Linked DNA regions of Mus musculus: region 2 is linked to region 1. The links are chromatin contacts, called in public Micro-C maps. All regions are on one chromosome and are shown on one strand. The core of a region is the stretch at or near the end of the contact, and the rest is flanking DNA. Distances in the headings are between cores, read along the strand shown.

Region 1 (7,804 bases), core at 2,190-4,689:
GTAGGAGGATCAAGAGTTCAAGGCCAGCCTGGGCAACTTATCCAAGACCCGGTTTCAATTTGAAAAGGAGGTGGGAGGTCTGGGAATGGGGCTCAACATATACAAGGCCCTAGATTCCATCCCTAATAACTTGCATTGCTTTCCAAGGCTTTGCACACTGAAATAAAGTTTCTAGAAATACCTTCTAGTGTACTGGGAAATGGTCACTAAAACCCACCTTGACTGGAATTCACTGACATCATGCTCTCTCTTTGCCCACGATCTTTCTAGAATTTATGCCCAGGACTTCTGGAACAGTGTGCGGATGAGTGTTCAGGACATCGGTCCTGGCACTAACAGTAAATTAACCGCTGGTGATTTTCTCCAGTGACCTCGCTTGTTGAGACAGACTTAAGTCTACGACAATCTTCTCAGCTCTAGGATCCAGAGTGGCATGTCTCCCAGGCATCCGCAGACCAGGAGCTATACACACTTAATCGATGGGAGAACATTTTGTCAATCAATGCGATGGATTCTAAGGCTACTTTGGAATGCAGATGCGGATCCCTGCTCATTTTCAGTGAAAACTTGTCATCAGATGTTGGTGGCGTTGAGTGAAAATGAAGTTAATCTAAAATCCCTGATGGAGCATGCAGACAATTGAGGACAGTTGAATTTAGGGGCTATATGACTTCTCTATATGTCACGGACATTGCTTTCATTCCGTGATACTAGAGATGGAGTGATTGAGGCTCAGTACCATGCTAGGTCAGAGCTGTACAGAGGCAGTGAGGGTATAAGACAATAGGAGAATAGAAGAAACCCACAGTTCTCCTGGCACTAGTGAAGAGAAAGAGAAAGGAAAGAAAAGAATGAAAGGAATAAGTTAAAATAAATAAGTACTTCGGTGCCTACACCAGGCAAACAAGTCTTTTTAATTAAGAAAAAAATTTTAAGCATGAAATGGGAGCAAAGGGGCTTAAAGGCAATTCCTGCCCCTGTGAGATATTTTCACTAAAGAATTAGGACAACCAGGGATTATTGTTTTCTTAAGCTTTTGATTGAAATCGCAGACTTTCATCTCTTCTGCAGTTAGAAAACCCGAGAGGCCAGTGGCTCAACTTCCCTAAGGAGAAACAAAAGACAAAAATAACCCCGGGGTGGCTGAGATTCTTGGGGTGGGTGTGGGATGGGGGTGAGTGTTGGATGGTGGGGGTGTGGGATGGGGGAGTGGGTGTGGGATGGGGGGGAGTGTTGGATGGGGGGGGGTGACCGCCGGTGATGGAGAAGGTGGTTTATCCAATTCTCCTGTTCCTCTCATGGCTAGCCATACAGTCATGGGATAAACCTCTCCACCCTTTCCCCACAGGTTTTCTCCATCCGAGCTGCCCCTCCCCATGTGCTGAGCCCAGATGCTGAGCCCATCAGACCCAGGTTTTAGCAGGAACATGCATCTCCTGCAGGAACGTTCATCTCCTGCAGGAACATGCATCTCCTGCAGGAACGTGCATCTCCTGCAGGAACATGCATCTCCTGCAGGAATGTGCATCTCAGCAGCCTGGTAAAAGAGCAAACCGTTCAGGGCACGGCCAGTCTGCTTCTTTTTTGATACACGCACTCAAGTTTGCTGATCTGAGCTTTTGAACCAGGCATGAGTTTAGCTCCTGGTCAAGGTAAAAAATAATCCACTAAGGTTCTAAACAGTTGTAGGAATTCGATTTCTCTCTTGCCATTGGGAAATAGTGTCTCAGCTGCATGGGAACTCTCTGTGAGATCTACACCGTGGGTGTTATGCAACATTTAAAAATAAAATTTCGGGGCTGGAAAGATGGCTCAGCAGTTAAGAGCACTGACTGCTTTTACAGAGGATCCACCCAGGTTTAGTTCCCAGCACCCACATGGTGGCTCACAACTGTCCTTAACTCCAGTTTCAGGGTATCCAGCATCCTCCAAAAGCACGAAGCATGCACGTGGTTCACATATATGCATGAAGGCGGAAGAATCGTTCACAAAAAATAAAATAAATCAGTCAATCTTTTAAAAACAAGTTCAGAGGCTAGAGATGTTGCTCAGTGAGGAGAATGCTTACCCAGAATGAATGAAGCCCTGTGTTGGGGTCCTAGCGCCATATAAACCTACTGTAGTACATGTCTATAACCCCAGCATTCCAGAGGCAGAACCAAGAGGATCAGGCGGTCAAGATCATTGCTGGCTACGTAGCAAGTTTGAAGCAAAAAAAACTGGGCTACATGAGACCCTCATCTTCTGCCCTAAAAATCGGTATCAATTCACTGGGAGGAATTTCCACAACGCCACTATCATTCCACAAGCAAACCAAATGGCAGAGAGAGCAGGTGGTAGGATCAGGACCCAGTTTTTATAACACAGTCACGGGAAGGGTGACAGACACTCTTGAACCAAAAGGAGCTTTCCATGGCTGCTACCTTGAGCTGCTAGGACAAGCGCCCACACTGAATCTCCTTACGGAAGAGGATACATTTTTTTTTTTTAAGATTCATTTATTTATTATATGTAAGTACACTGTAGCTGTCTTCAGACAATCCAGAAGAGGGCGTCAGATCTTGTTATGGATGGTTGTGAGCCACCATGTGGTTGCTGGGATTTGAACTCCGAACCTTCGGAAGAGCAGTCGGGTGCTCTTACCCACTGAGCCATCTCACCAGCCCAAGAGGATACATTTTGGCTTATGGTTTTAGAGGTTTGGTCCATGGCTGCTTGCTCCTGTGGAGATGAAGTGCTTTATGTCACGAGTACCTGGTAAAGCTAAGGTGCTTACCTCATGGCAATCAGGAGATAGGAGAGAGGGAGGTTGAATCCCTTCATCCCCTTAAAGGGCATTCCTCCAGTGACCTAACTCCTCTCTATATAACTCCTCTCTATAGCAGTCACCTCCTAAAGGTTCTCCAACCTCTCAGTAGCACCACCACGGATACACTGAGTACTTTGTCAACTTGACACAAGCTGCGATGGTTTGAATGAGAATTCCCCCCCCCTCCGCCCCCCATAGTCTCATATATTTGAATGCTTGGTCATCAGGAAGTGGCACTGCTTGGGAGGGATTCAGAGGGGCCCTGTTGGAGAAACTGTATCACTATGGGTGGTCTTTGGGGTTTCAAAAGCTCAAGCCAGCCTCAGAGCCTCCAGAGGTCTTTCCAGCTCACTGTGGATCTGGATGTAGAACTCTCAGCTCCTCTTCCAGTCCCAGTGTCTGCCTGCATGCTGCCATGCTCCCCACCATGATGGTAATGGACCAAACCTCTGAAACTGTAAGCAAACCCCAATTAAAAGTATCCCTTTATAAGGCAGTGCTACCCCTGGCCATGTGGTTCTGAATTCTATAAATAGAAGGAAACAAACAAACAAACTGAGCAAGACATATTGTGGTGGACATGGTCAGGATGTGTAAGCCAAATAGACTTTGTCCCGCTTAGTTACTTTCAGTCATGGTCTTTACCACAGTAACAGGAAGCAGAGTAGGACAGCTGGAGACTAAGCTTTTAACGTGTGGCCTTCAAGACCCAAACCTTACCAGACAAAAGGAAAAGAATGTTCCAAAGAAAGCCATTATACACAGAATCTAAGGGCAGATTCTCGCACAAAACTCAAAATTTCAAATGCATGCATAGTGTAGATACAATGTTGTGTACATTGTGTAAAGTTTGCCCTTGTGTTATTCAAATGCTGACTTCTCTGCCCTCGTATCTTGTTTCAATCCAGAAATGGCATTGTAATGCGTACGCCAAAATCTCCTGTCTCAAGTTTGTGTAAGCAGTTCTTACCATTCATTCTCTGCCTTGTCAATAAATGTGATCACCCAGTGGCTGGGCAGAATAGAGAATAGGGTGGGATGTCCACTAGCGAGAGGGAGGACATCAGGAGGGTCAGGAGGCCAGATGCACCGTGAGGATGGAGGACTTGGAGCCATGAAGAATGAGTTCAAAGAGCCAGATCAGTAATAATATGCAAGTATCATGGGATGGTCTGGGAGGTAGCCAGATGAGCACAGACAGTAAAGAAATCATTTGATTGTTCAGCTACTGAGGTGCAGTTTTAAACAAATCTTGATTTCTCTGAGGAGTTACTGGGGACTAACATAAGGTAAAGACATACAGCTGCAGGGTTAGTTCACTGCTTACATTTATATTGAGGATGATTTACTTTCAACATAGGATTGAGGAAACAGTGCAGGGGAAGGACCTGTAGTGTGAGCATGGAGACCTGAGTTCCACACCCAGCACCCATGTAAAAAACACTTGGAATCTCAGTCCTGGGGACGTGGAGACAGGTGGACTCCTGGGTCTCACTGGCTCACCCGCCTAACCTAACAGGCAAGCTCCAGGCCGATGAAAGAGTCTTATCTCAAAAACCAAGGTGGAAGCTCCTAAGTTGTAACCCCAGAGGTTGACTCCTGGCCTCCACGGGCAAGCACATACACACATGCACATGTACCACCACCCCAGCACACATAAAATACACGCAACACATACACAAACACTTGAAGGGGTCAACCTTGGAGGTTTTTTAAAAGAATTATTTATTTTATGTATGTGAGTACCCTGCTGCTCTCTTCAGAAATCCCAGAAGAGGGCCTCAGATTCCATTACAGATGGTCATGAGCCACCATGTGGTTGCTGGGAATTGAACTCAGGACCTCTGGAAGAGCAATCAGTGCTCTTAACTGCTGAGCCACCTCTCCAGCCCAACCTTGGAGTTTTAAAGTAAGTGTGGTACAGATGCACAGAAACGGCTGTACCACAGCTGTGATGGTGATGGAAGGAGAATTCGGTCTGACCTGGTGAGGGGCAGCCTCAAATTACACTGGCAAAAAACAAGCTCGACTCTTCTCTTGGTTTGGTCCTCCCTCATCCAATCTTGCTTCTCTTCCAACCCTTCCTCTCTTCACTGTCCCCTCCTCCTTTAGAGATCTTGCCCAGGCTGTGGCCCATTCTTTACCCAGGCCTGAATCACCTCCAGAGACCAGTGAGCCTCATCTCTTCCTACCTCTACCAGGATCTGGAGATATGAGTTACTTATCCAAAGTCACAAATTGGCACCCTTCTCCAAATAGGTCTTAGAAACTAATTCAACTACCAAGGCCAATCTTTCTTTCTTTCCTGCAGGAAGAATATCTTGTGGGAAGGTTTTCATAATTCAGTTAGCTCATAATTCCCCACCAGAAAACAGACTTTGAAGCAGCTGGCTGCCATGTTTATATGGAGCAGGTCAGCTCTGGTTTCCTGGGAGCCCACCATCACCCACATATTTGCTCCTTCCAGAAGCTCCCCGCCCTCACACACACACATGTGCTCGTGACACACACACACACACACACACACACACACACACACACACCACGGCCAGGAAATTCCACCTCCCTCCCACTCCACCCATCCCCATATTTGTTCTTTGATTGTCTCAGAGATTCTGACTCCTCAGGAGCAGACTGGCCCTTTGACCACAGTGGGGAGGGGCCTCTAAGAGACAAGTGCTCTTTCCTCTCAACCATCCCTGTGGTTCCATGCAACTTTTATATGCAAGGCAGGTGACAGAAGGCAATACCCTGCCCAAACCTCTTCTTTACATACCATGAAAAGTCCAAGGAACTTTGAGGGTCTTCAAGAAAACCAGAAACACCCCATCTGCTGTCCACTTCTCATCCACTTCCACTGGGCAGCTGTTGACCTGAGGCTTAGGTTTTGAGGTCAGTGGTTCACATAAGCCACCCATAATTTGAAGAGTGGGTCTTTCCTCTCTGGCTAAGCAGAGCTCACCAGCCCTGGCACAGACTGCCTTGGGTACTGGCCTGTGTCACCAACTATGTTGAAAGTTATTTAAAGCTTTTTTTGAAGTTCCTCCCCCCATTCCTGAACCTCAGTGGGGAGGCCTCTGCCTGGTACAGAGTAGGTTATACTATAAGGGTCTGAAATCGCTGAAGAAAGACCCCAGACTCAGATAGTATGCAACACAAAGAGTGCTTATTCTGCAGAAACAACCAGCATGCAGGGGTCAACCAGTTTTTTTAAATAGTGACCCCAGACAAAAGTGTTCAGGCCTTCTTCTAGGGAATGGGGAGAATTCTCTAGAGGGATTAGGTAATCTAAAATTTCATTGGTGGGCACTAGGGAGTCACAGGTGGCCAATGGTCTACATTCCTATGACATGAATGTTTAACCATAGGATGAGATAGGGCTGTCCATCACAGATGGCCCATTCTGAGATAAGATATTTCCCCACTTTTGTGATTATCCCCAGGATGTTTTTTGGGAGGGGGTTTTATGACCTTGTTTCTGGATTTTATGGTCTGTCCCTGGAGCTGGTGCCTTATGGTCCAATTCCTGGGACTTATGGTCTGTTCCTAAAGCTAGTGCTTTGTGGCCTTCTTTTCGAAATCAGGCCTGATCCTTAAATGGAGACAAATGTGTTTATCCTTTCAATACGATGTTGTGGTGGTTTGAATAGGAATGGCCCCATAGTCTCATATACTTGAATGCTTGGCCATACGGAGTGCTGCTGCTTGATGGGGATTAGGAGGCATGGCCTAGTTAGAAGCGTGTCACTGGGGGTGGGCTCTGGGTTTCAAATGCTCAAGCCAGGCCCAGTGTCTCTCTCTTCCTGCTAACTGCAGATACAGACGTAAAACTCTTAGCTCCTTCTCCAGCGCCATGTCTGCCTGCATGCCACCATGCTTCCTGCCATGGTAATAATGGACTAAACCTTTGAACCTGTAAGCCAGCCTCAACGAAATGTTTTTCTTTGTAAGAGTTGCCATGGTCATAGAGTCTCTTCATTAGAAATGGCACATTGGCTAAGACAGCCATCAAGGGAAGAAAAGCAGGACACCTAGTAGGAAGCCCTAAATCCAGAACCGCAATACGACCCGCTGTCAGGGCTGCAGAGCAGGAGGAACACACTCAGCACAGGCAGTGACAAAAGTGGGGCAGCACTTCCACAAAAGCATTTAACAGTTCCTCCTGGTTGCAAGGACTTTCCTGATGTATACAGACAAACCCCAGATAGAGCACTGATGACCGATCTGAGTACGACTCCCACTCACATCCAGCATGGTGAGCGATGGGGCCATTGGGCTTAGTGTGAGCGAGTGAGTGTAAGGGGTTACATACAAAAGTGTAAGAACTATGTCCCTGAGAAGTCTCATCCAAGCATGGATGACATCCCCAGAGCTATGAAGAGGAATTGTCCTTCAGTTTAACCCTCCACTATATAAATATTTCCCTGTATACTTCAGCATCTCAAGAGTCCAAATGAGCTGTGCAGAATCTCACACAGTGGGCAGGACAGCACAGAAGGGAGTGGCTGGAGTCTCAGGTGAGGGTGTGTTGACTCCTAGCCCCTCCTTCGGAGGGGAAGGGGGGACATCTCAGGCCCAACCTGAAGGGTACTTGTAGGTAGTCACAGCTGTTCTGATGAAGATGGCAATGATTGTTCTATCCAGGGGGTTGGCGTTTTACACTTACAAAACTAAATATCGTCTCACCACACAGCCCAGTAAGCATGCTCCATGGTCGGTTGGCCAAGGAGATAGAAATTGATGTCCAAGGAGAAATGTGACTATATAGGAGATTTGTTCATAATTGTCACATCTCAGAAGCAACCAAGGTATCCCCACTAGGCGAATTTCTAAACTGAGCATAGTCAAGTAATGAAATACTAGGCCACATTTAAGACAAACGAGCTGCCAGTCATGAGCAGAGAGGTAGAAACAGAAATGTCTATGACTAGGTGAAAGAAGCCTGTGGGGACATTCTGCCTATGGTGACTACAGCCCAGTGACCTTCTGGGAAAG
Region 2 (7,804 bases), core at 2,597-5,096, 400 kb after region 1:
TGATAATGCAGACTCAGTGGTTCGGGTAGAGAATGTCTTCCTTCTTCAAGTGCTTGCTTTCCTGGTTTCTCAGTTCTATCAAGTGACTATTTGCTTAAAAATAGGAGAATATCATAATTTAACAGGCATCTGGATATGGCATTATTTCATTTCTACACATCCTACTTTAATTCTACCAACTCACTGAAGTCAAATTATCTACCTTAAACATAGATCTACTTATGACACTCATCTGTCTAGAAATGTCTGTGATTCTTCACTATCTGGTAATAAAACACTTCATTTTGTTCTAACTTCCAGATGTTTCACCCAGGCCATTGCCACAACCAGTCTTGTAGACTCTTTTTTTTTTTTTTTTTTAGATTTATTTATTATTGTATGTAAGTACACTGTAGCTGTCTTCAGACACCAGAAGAGGGTGACAGATCTTATTACAGATGGTTGTGAGCCACCATGTGGTTGCTAGGATTTGAACTCAGGACCTTCAGAAGAGCAGTCAGTGCTCTTAACCACTGAGCCATCTCTCTAGCCCCAGTCTTGTAGACTCTTATTAGCAGTGTTCTAGAGCCCAGATCAAGACTTTCTACAGCATTAACATATTTAAATATCAGTTGCTTTCAACAATATAGCTTAAATTTTTTTCCTGGGTCCAGCGAGATGGCTCAATGAATTAAGACACTCGCCACCAAACCTGATGCCCAGAGTTTAATGCCTAGGACCCAGCTGTAAAAGCAGAGAACCAGGTTATCCTGTGACTTCCACATATACATGGCAGCATATGTGCCTGCACAGACACACACACACAACACACACACACACACACAGAGGCACATGCACATACACATGCACAGGTGCACACACATACACACACACAAACACAATTCCCCTTGAGCCATCACAATGCTGTACTGTGATAACACACACAGGTACACACATACACACACACACAGTTCCCTTTGTTCCATCACAATGCTGCATTGTGATATTTAAAAAGTTTCATAATGTCATCACAATGCTGAACTGCATAATCACAACTGTGTACTCTTCAACCATGCTTTATTATGATGTCATAATGCTGAATAATATCATTGCAAGGCTCTATTGTGCCATTACAATCTCCCATTGTCCTCTCGAAATGCTACATCCTCATCATAATTTTCTAAGTGAAATCAGTTCTCCTGTCTTGCATATGCTCTGATATTATCATGTTATACTGTGAAATCATAACGGTCAGTGGTGACATCGCAACTCTGCACTGTGACATCACAGAGGTCCATTGCCACATTACACTGCTATACTGTGCTTTCCCAGTACTTCCTTTTTTCATCACTATGGCACACTGTGAACTCACAATAACCCATTGTGCCATCACACTGCTTTATGGTGACATCACAGTGATGCATCTTGACATCACAACACTCCTTTGTGACATCAACATGGTACACTGTGAGATCACAGTGATCATTGCACCATCACCCTGACTCACTGTCCCATAAGAACACTGCATCTGACATCACAATGCTTCAACCTGCCAGTATGTCATATTCTGGGGTAGCATGTTCTGAGCCTCAACAAGGTTAGATTTTATTCTAGAATTAGAAAGCAGCCACTAAAAACAAGGGATCTGTTGGGGGATTCTGCTAAAAATTCTTTCATCCACCTGCTCCTACTAAGGTCCCAATAGAAACAGCAGTATGACTCCCCCAAGTTCACTCTGGGGGGGGGCAGTGATTTTATTAGGGTTTACTGACAGAGGATTGGGTGAGGAGTGACAGGCAGGAGTGTGGTGACTTAAAGCAGCCACACTGGAAGGCCTGCACCCAGTGTGGATAATGACTCCCCCACAGCTGTGTAGAAGGCTCTAGTCTTTCCCCACCTATACACTCAGCCCATACTATCTATACACTGAGGCCACATGCAGAATTGCACACAACTGGTTAGAAGGGTTGGCTGATCGCTACAGTGAAAGTCCTATGACCCTGCTTGCCTTTTCTTCTAAGTCAACAAGACCACCTAGATAACCTTTTGTGCACAGACCCAGCCAAACTCCTGAAGATAGTGGCTGTGTGGCTAGGGACAGTCCTATACAACTGTGGAGTGTGAACAGTGGTATATAAGATTTGTCATCACAGGTAGGGAGCATGTCCTGAAGGGTGGAGGACCCATCTATGCCGCCATAGGAACAATGGTGCACATTCCCTTTCTCTTGTTGCAAACAAATACCTGAAAAGAAGCAGAATAAGGGGCAGAGCAGTGGTGGTGCACGCATTCGGTCCCAGGACTTGGGAGGTAGGGGCAGGTGGATCTCTGTGAGTTTGAGGCCAGCCTGGTCTACAGAGCTAATTCTGGGACATCCAAGACTACACAAACAAACCCTATCTCAAACCACCCTACCACCACCAGAAAAAGAAGCATACTAAGAGAAGAAGGAGGGTTTCGGCTTACAGTTTTCAGGGCTGCAGGGTACTGTGACAAAAAGAATTTGGAGTCAGAATCAAATACAAGAGATGAGCTACGCCACAGCATTCCAGCCAAGGATGGCTTTCTGGCGTGATGGGGTCCTGGAAGACTGTAATACAGCGAAGTGTAAGGCGGCCCGTAGCATTTAGGCTTGTGTAAGTGCACTCCACACAGTGTGCACAGAAACAAACCGAACTACACATTTCTAACTGTGACCCCATCTCTAAGGAACACGGGCTCCTTGTGTCTCAGTCTTCCCTCAGAGACCCTGACGATCCACTACCACTCTCAATGTCAGTTCTCTGTCTGTTACACAGACAGTAACACTGCCGATTCATAGAAAGGTGTGGAGGCAAATGGAGCCATATGTGCCGAAGCATGTTTATTCTGGGAAGCCCTGTTTTTACTTTGAAGTGCTAATGGAAATGTGGGGGAAGATCAGAAGATGTTGAAATCCCCGACTTTTGTTTGAATTTGTTGTTGTTGCTGTTAGGATACTCTTATACAGTCATCAGGAGCCAGGTATGATGTGCACGCTTTTAATCCCAGTACTCGGGAGGCAGAGGCAGGTCGATCTATGTGATTTGGAGGCCAGCCTGGTCTACAAAGCAAGTTCCAGGACAGCTAGGACTATTACACAGAGAAACTCTGTTTCAAAACAAAAACAAAAACAAAAACAAACACAAACAAATAGTCATCTCAGGAAAGAGTCAGATGGGTAAGATATCTATTAGGGGTGGGGAAGGCATGCCTGTAAAAGAGAAAGCACACAGAACAGTGGAAGAGAACACCTCTATAAAGATGCCATGAACGGAGAAGCAGAAGGAAGGACAGAGGAGCAAGTATCCCAAACCATCTCAGGACTCAGAAGGTTTGTGGGGTTCAAGGTGAATCTTTAAGCCAAAGTTGTCGGTTCAAGGAGTCTGCACACACACCCCACCCCACCCCCACCCCAATCCCCCGCTCCAACCAGGTTCAGTCACTGGCTGGATAAACTGGGTCTTAACCACAAATCCAGTGGTGGATCTGCAGGCCCTTCAGCTGGGGTTGTCAGTCAAGTCCGCCCCTTGTGGCAGGAGACTTGAGTGACATGTGTCCACAGGTGCCAGGCTATCCACTGGATCCTTCTCCTCCGCCAACACTGCCTTTCTGAGTGCCTCTCCTGTTTTGCCAAATTCCTTAGCAGCCCTGGGCCGCCCACAACGTCCTCAGCAGGAGTTGCACAGAGAAGCTAAAGTACTCCCCCACCCCCACCCACCCCCCCTTTTTTTTTTCTTTTTAGTTTTGTTTTTGAAACCAGGTCTTGTGTACTCCAGGCTGGCCTCAGACTCAGTATGTAGCCAAGGATAACCTGCAACTTCTGATTCTCCTGCCACCACCTCCCTAGTGCTAGGATTACAGGCGTGTTCTGCTCTGCCGGGTTTTACGGGGTGCTGGAGACGGAGCCCAGGACATACTAGAGAAACCCTTTACAAGCCAACCTCGTCTCTCACCCCTAACATACTCTCTTTCCTTGGCTTCAGGGAGGCTAGATGCCTTTGGTAACTCTTCAATTTCACAGAGTGGGAATCCTTGCTAACCCCTTCTTCTTGAAATCTCTGAAAGCCCCCAGAGCTGTTTTCTGCTTTTCTTTATCTGAGCTCATTCCTTTTTACCTCCTTCCACCCACGGCTTACAGTGCTGTGTGTAAGGCAATGGCTCTGTCTCTAGTTGGACCTTTCCCTGAGCTCCAGCCTGAAGAGGACACAGGTTTTTCTAGTAGTTAGAACTCTGATGAGGCTTTGCCTGATGGAACACTACCCACCTACCCACTCTTCTTGCAATCACAGAGAACAATTTTAAGGACAATAGTAGATCTCTCTCTCTCTCTCTTTCTCTCTCTCTCTCTCTCTCTCTCTCTCTCTCTCTCTCTCTCTCTCTCTCTCTCGTGTGTGTGTGTGTGTGTGTGTGTGTGTGTGTGTGTGTGTGTGTGTATAGAATGCAGACATGGACACGATCAATGAGGGAACTAACTCAGGGGGAGAGAATGATGTGACTCAAAGGACAGACCACATCCTGGAATATACACAGACTTAATTTATCACAGAACTAGGTGTCTATGGCCGAGTACCACAGAGGCATTAACAGTGCCCAGCAGAGCACAGCACACAGAATTGCTTCTTCACAGTGTTTAAGCTTCGATGAAAATTAAAAATGTATGTTTACCACGGAAATATGACCTGAAGAAGTTATTCGTTTAGCCAGAGGCCGGTGGGAGAAGGGGCGGCAGGGAAGCGGGAAGGAATTCGGGGAGCAGACACTTGCCGCACAGAAGTAAAGAACCAGTCTGCTCACAAAGCTCCAAGTGACATTTCAGACTGGGTTCCCGAGGGTGTTAGGAGGGGTGACATTTCAGACTGGGTTCCCGAGGGTGTTAGGAGGGAATCACTGTGCAAATCCCCTCGGAGCCTCCAAGCCCTCTGGCAGCAGCCATGGAAAGAGGGATCCTGTACTAATGTTCTAACCATTGTTCTTAAGCACGGTGGGCCAAAGTTCACGAAGCAATATCTGCATGTTTGCACGGAGCAGGAATGAATAATGCATGCAAATTCTGTGCTTTGGGTTCCCTTGTTTAGAAATCTGCCTTGCTTGATTTGTGTGTCCGTAATCTACTTAGGCAGAGACCTTTCCTTGTGTTCTAATATCAAATAGGCTTTAGCTTAGGCAGGTCTAATGGGACCTTGTCATTGGTGGAAGCTTAATAAGGTATCAGGAGATTGCAAGTAAATTTCATTAAGAGGCCATAATCTCTACCTCATGAAAAATTGTGTGTTTAAAAATATGGGGTCAAGATACTCCTGCAATCTGCCATGCAATAGCCTAGAAATACCCTGCAGGGTGACCTGTGTACTCCTAGTTGTGAAAGTACCAGTAAGCTCGGGAGCCCGGACAATCAAGGTATGCCTTGTCCAGCCTCTAAGAGCCGAGGAGAGGATAGCTAAAGTTTGGTAGAAAATTTAAAAGGTGTGCCAGTTGTCTTTGGCCAGTTGGTTTGTTTATTTTTTCTAGAGTTCTAAATGACCACTCCAGTGCTATGCAAGAACTAAGGTGTGGGCTGGATGGGGTGTGCACGCCTGCAATGCTCGCACCATGGAAGCTTAGGCGGAACAGTGAGTGAATCTGAGGCCAGCCTGGGTTACACAGGGACTTCCAGGTGAGCTTGTAATATATAAGGAGACCCTGCTCAGAAGAGAAAAGAAAAGAAAAGAAACGAGGAAAGAAGGAAGGAAGGAAGGAAGGAAGGAAGGAAGGAAGGAAGGAAGGAAGGAAGGAAGGAGAGATTGGGTGCATTCAGGGTAGAGGGGCCAAAACTGACCAACCAACAAACAAACAAACAACCTCACTGCAGACATAAATAAAAAGTGCTTTAAAAAGGAAGGAAAAAAGGAAAAGGGAAAGGAAAAGAAAAGGAAAAGGAAAATAAATGTTGCTTACCCTAGCTGGGAAAGAATTCCTAATTTGGCATGCTCTCAGACAAACAGAAGGAACCCTCTCTAAGTTCGAGGCAATTAAGAAAGCCGCTAACAGATTTTATGAAGACTGCTGTTTCAAGTATGAAGTTCTGAGTGATCAGGCGTGAAAGCCTAGGAGGTTTCTGAAACTAGTTTTCAAAGCCTTGCGGCAAAGCATCCCGGCAGAGTCCTGTGGAAATATGAGCGGGGTAAGACTCAGCAGAAGGTGGCAGGTAGCCCAGAGCGGCATTGAAGAAAGTCAGCAGCTGCACAGGACAAGGACCCTTCCTAGCCACTCCTAGCCCAGGGGACTCACGGGTCTCCCACAAACAGAACCACAGGGCCCGCTTACTCAGTTACGAGTAGATACTGCACTCGTGGTTTCACGTATGGACAGCTCAAGAATATACAGTAGGAAACCCTACTGTTTATTCGGGTCCTGTCTAGACACGTCCAGAGACAACTAACGCTACCAAAATCTTATACACCCTTCAGTGCAATACTCATGAATATGTGCTTACTTTATGCTACGCTCTATACATGCTAGCTTGTTTTTCACTAAACGATATTTGGAACTTATTATTATTATTTAGCAGTTAAGAAAAGAAAAGGTGGGCTGAAGGAAGGGCTCCATGGTTAAGAGCAGTATCTGTTCTTCCACAGGACCCGTGTTCAGTTCTCAGCACCCACATGGCAGCTCACAACTGTCTGTAACTCCAGCTCCAGGGGATCCGACACCCTCCCACAGTCATGCATGCAAGCAAAACTATGCACATAAGATAAAATTAATTATTTTTATAAAAGAAAGAAAGGAAGGGAAATTATCCCCATTCCTTAGCAGATGAGTGGCTATGTGATAATTTATTTAACCAGGCTGATATTAATAGATATTTAAGTGATTTCTAAGCTTTGGCTTTTATATACAGTGCTTCAAAGACTGGCTCTCTACTCACAACAGTTTGCACATATTTTAAATAGTCCACTGGATAAATTCCTAGAGGTAAAAATTACAAATGCAAAGAGTGTGTGCTCACAACTTTGATGGATGAACACACCTTCCAAGATCTCTTGCTTACACAGTGCCAACGAGCTTGGGTATCTTTTCCTACATGCTGGGCTGGGGGTTGGTTTGTACTTCTCAATCTGATGAGATGGTCTTTTCATGTATGTTTTAGAGACATTTGCGTTTCCTTTTACGTAACTCGCTCACACGCTCTATACATTTATCTGCTAGGTTGTTGGCTTGTTTATACTTTCGGGTGTTGTTCTGTGGTGCTGGGATTTAACCTAGGGTCATGCACATGCTAGACAGGCGCTCTATCATTAAGTCACAACTCCAGTTCACATTTTTTAAATTAAGGTTTTTGTTTTTGTTTCTTTTAGGTCAGGGTTTTGCTATGTTACCCAGCTTTACCTCAAATTCCCAGGCTCAAGTGCTTCTCCCACCTGACTCAGCTCTCAAGGAGATTACTACGTGCAGGATCTTTTTTAAAAATCCCTATCTATTTAGACAGTTAGCATTTGAGGCTGGAGAGATGGCTGAGTGGTTAGAGCACTGGCTAGTCTTGCACAGGATCAGGATTAGTTTCCCAAGCATCCTTGTGGTGGCTCATAACCACGTGTAACTCTAGTTCCAGGGCATCTACTGCCCTCTTTTGGCCTCCATATGCACTGCAGGCACAGCATCCTTGTGTGTCATATATCCATACAGACAGACAGACAGACAGATCAACATAAAGATATGCAAGCAAACCTCATACACACAAAATAATGTTTTGAAAGTTGGTACTAGCTGGGCGTGGTGGCGCATGCCTTTAATCTCAGCACTCGGGAGGCAGAGGCAGGCAGATTTC

Evidence for each region. Hi-C and Micro-C count contacts between places; a contact is called where the count stands out from the background.
Region 2: a Micro-C map of muscle stem cells shows a contact between it and region 1, with 4 times the contacts expected there. The contact joins two enhancer-like sites. A contact is called at or near these places in 3 of 39 promoter capture datasets (the C10 cell line, embryonic stem cells and hippocampal neurons), 3 of 15 datasets of contacts at CTCF or cohesin (embryonic stem cells, large pre-B cells and stem cell-derived epiblast-like cells), 21 of 484 Hi-C or Micro-C datasets (B cells, the C10 cell line, the CH12 cell line and 11 more) and 2 of 115 datasets of contacts at active chromatin or transcription factors (both in embryonic stem cells).

Annotation. Positions count from the first base shown.
Region 1 is chr9:71,816,877-71,824,680 of GRCm38.p6, forward strand. No RefSeq gene overlaps it. Among named protein-coding and RNA genes, the nearest start is that of Cgnl1, 49 kb to the left of the region's middle. Within about 2 kb of position 3,440, at least 1 of the 459 cell types and tissues checked has an H3K27ac peak or open chromatin away from gene starts, as enhancers often do. A contact at or near this core is called in muscle stem cells, where this site is marked.
Region 2 is chr9:72,213,930-72,221,733 of GRCm38.p6, forward strand. It overlaps a transcript of Gm27188 not described here. Among named protein-coding and RNA genes, the nearest start is that of Gm27188, 35 kb to the right of the region's middle. Within about 2 kb of position 3,847, at least 17 of the 459 cell types and tissues checked have an H3K27ac peak or open chromatin away from gene starts, as enhancers often do. A contact at or near this core is called in muscle stem cells, where this site is marked.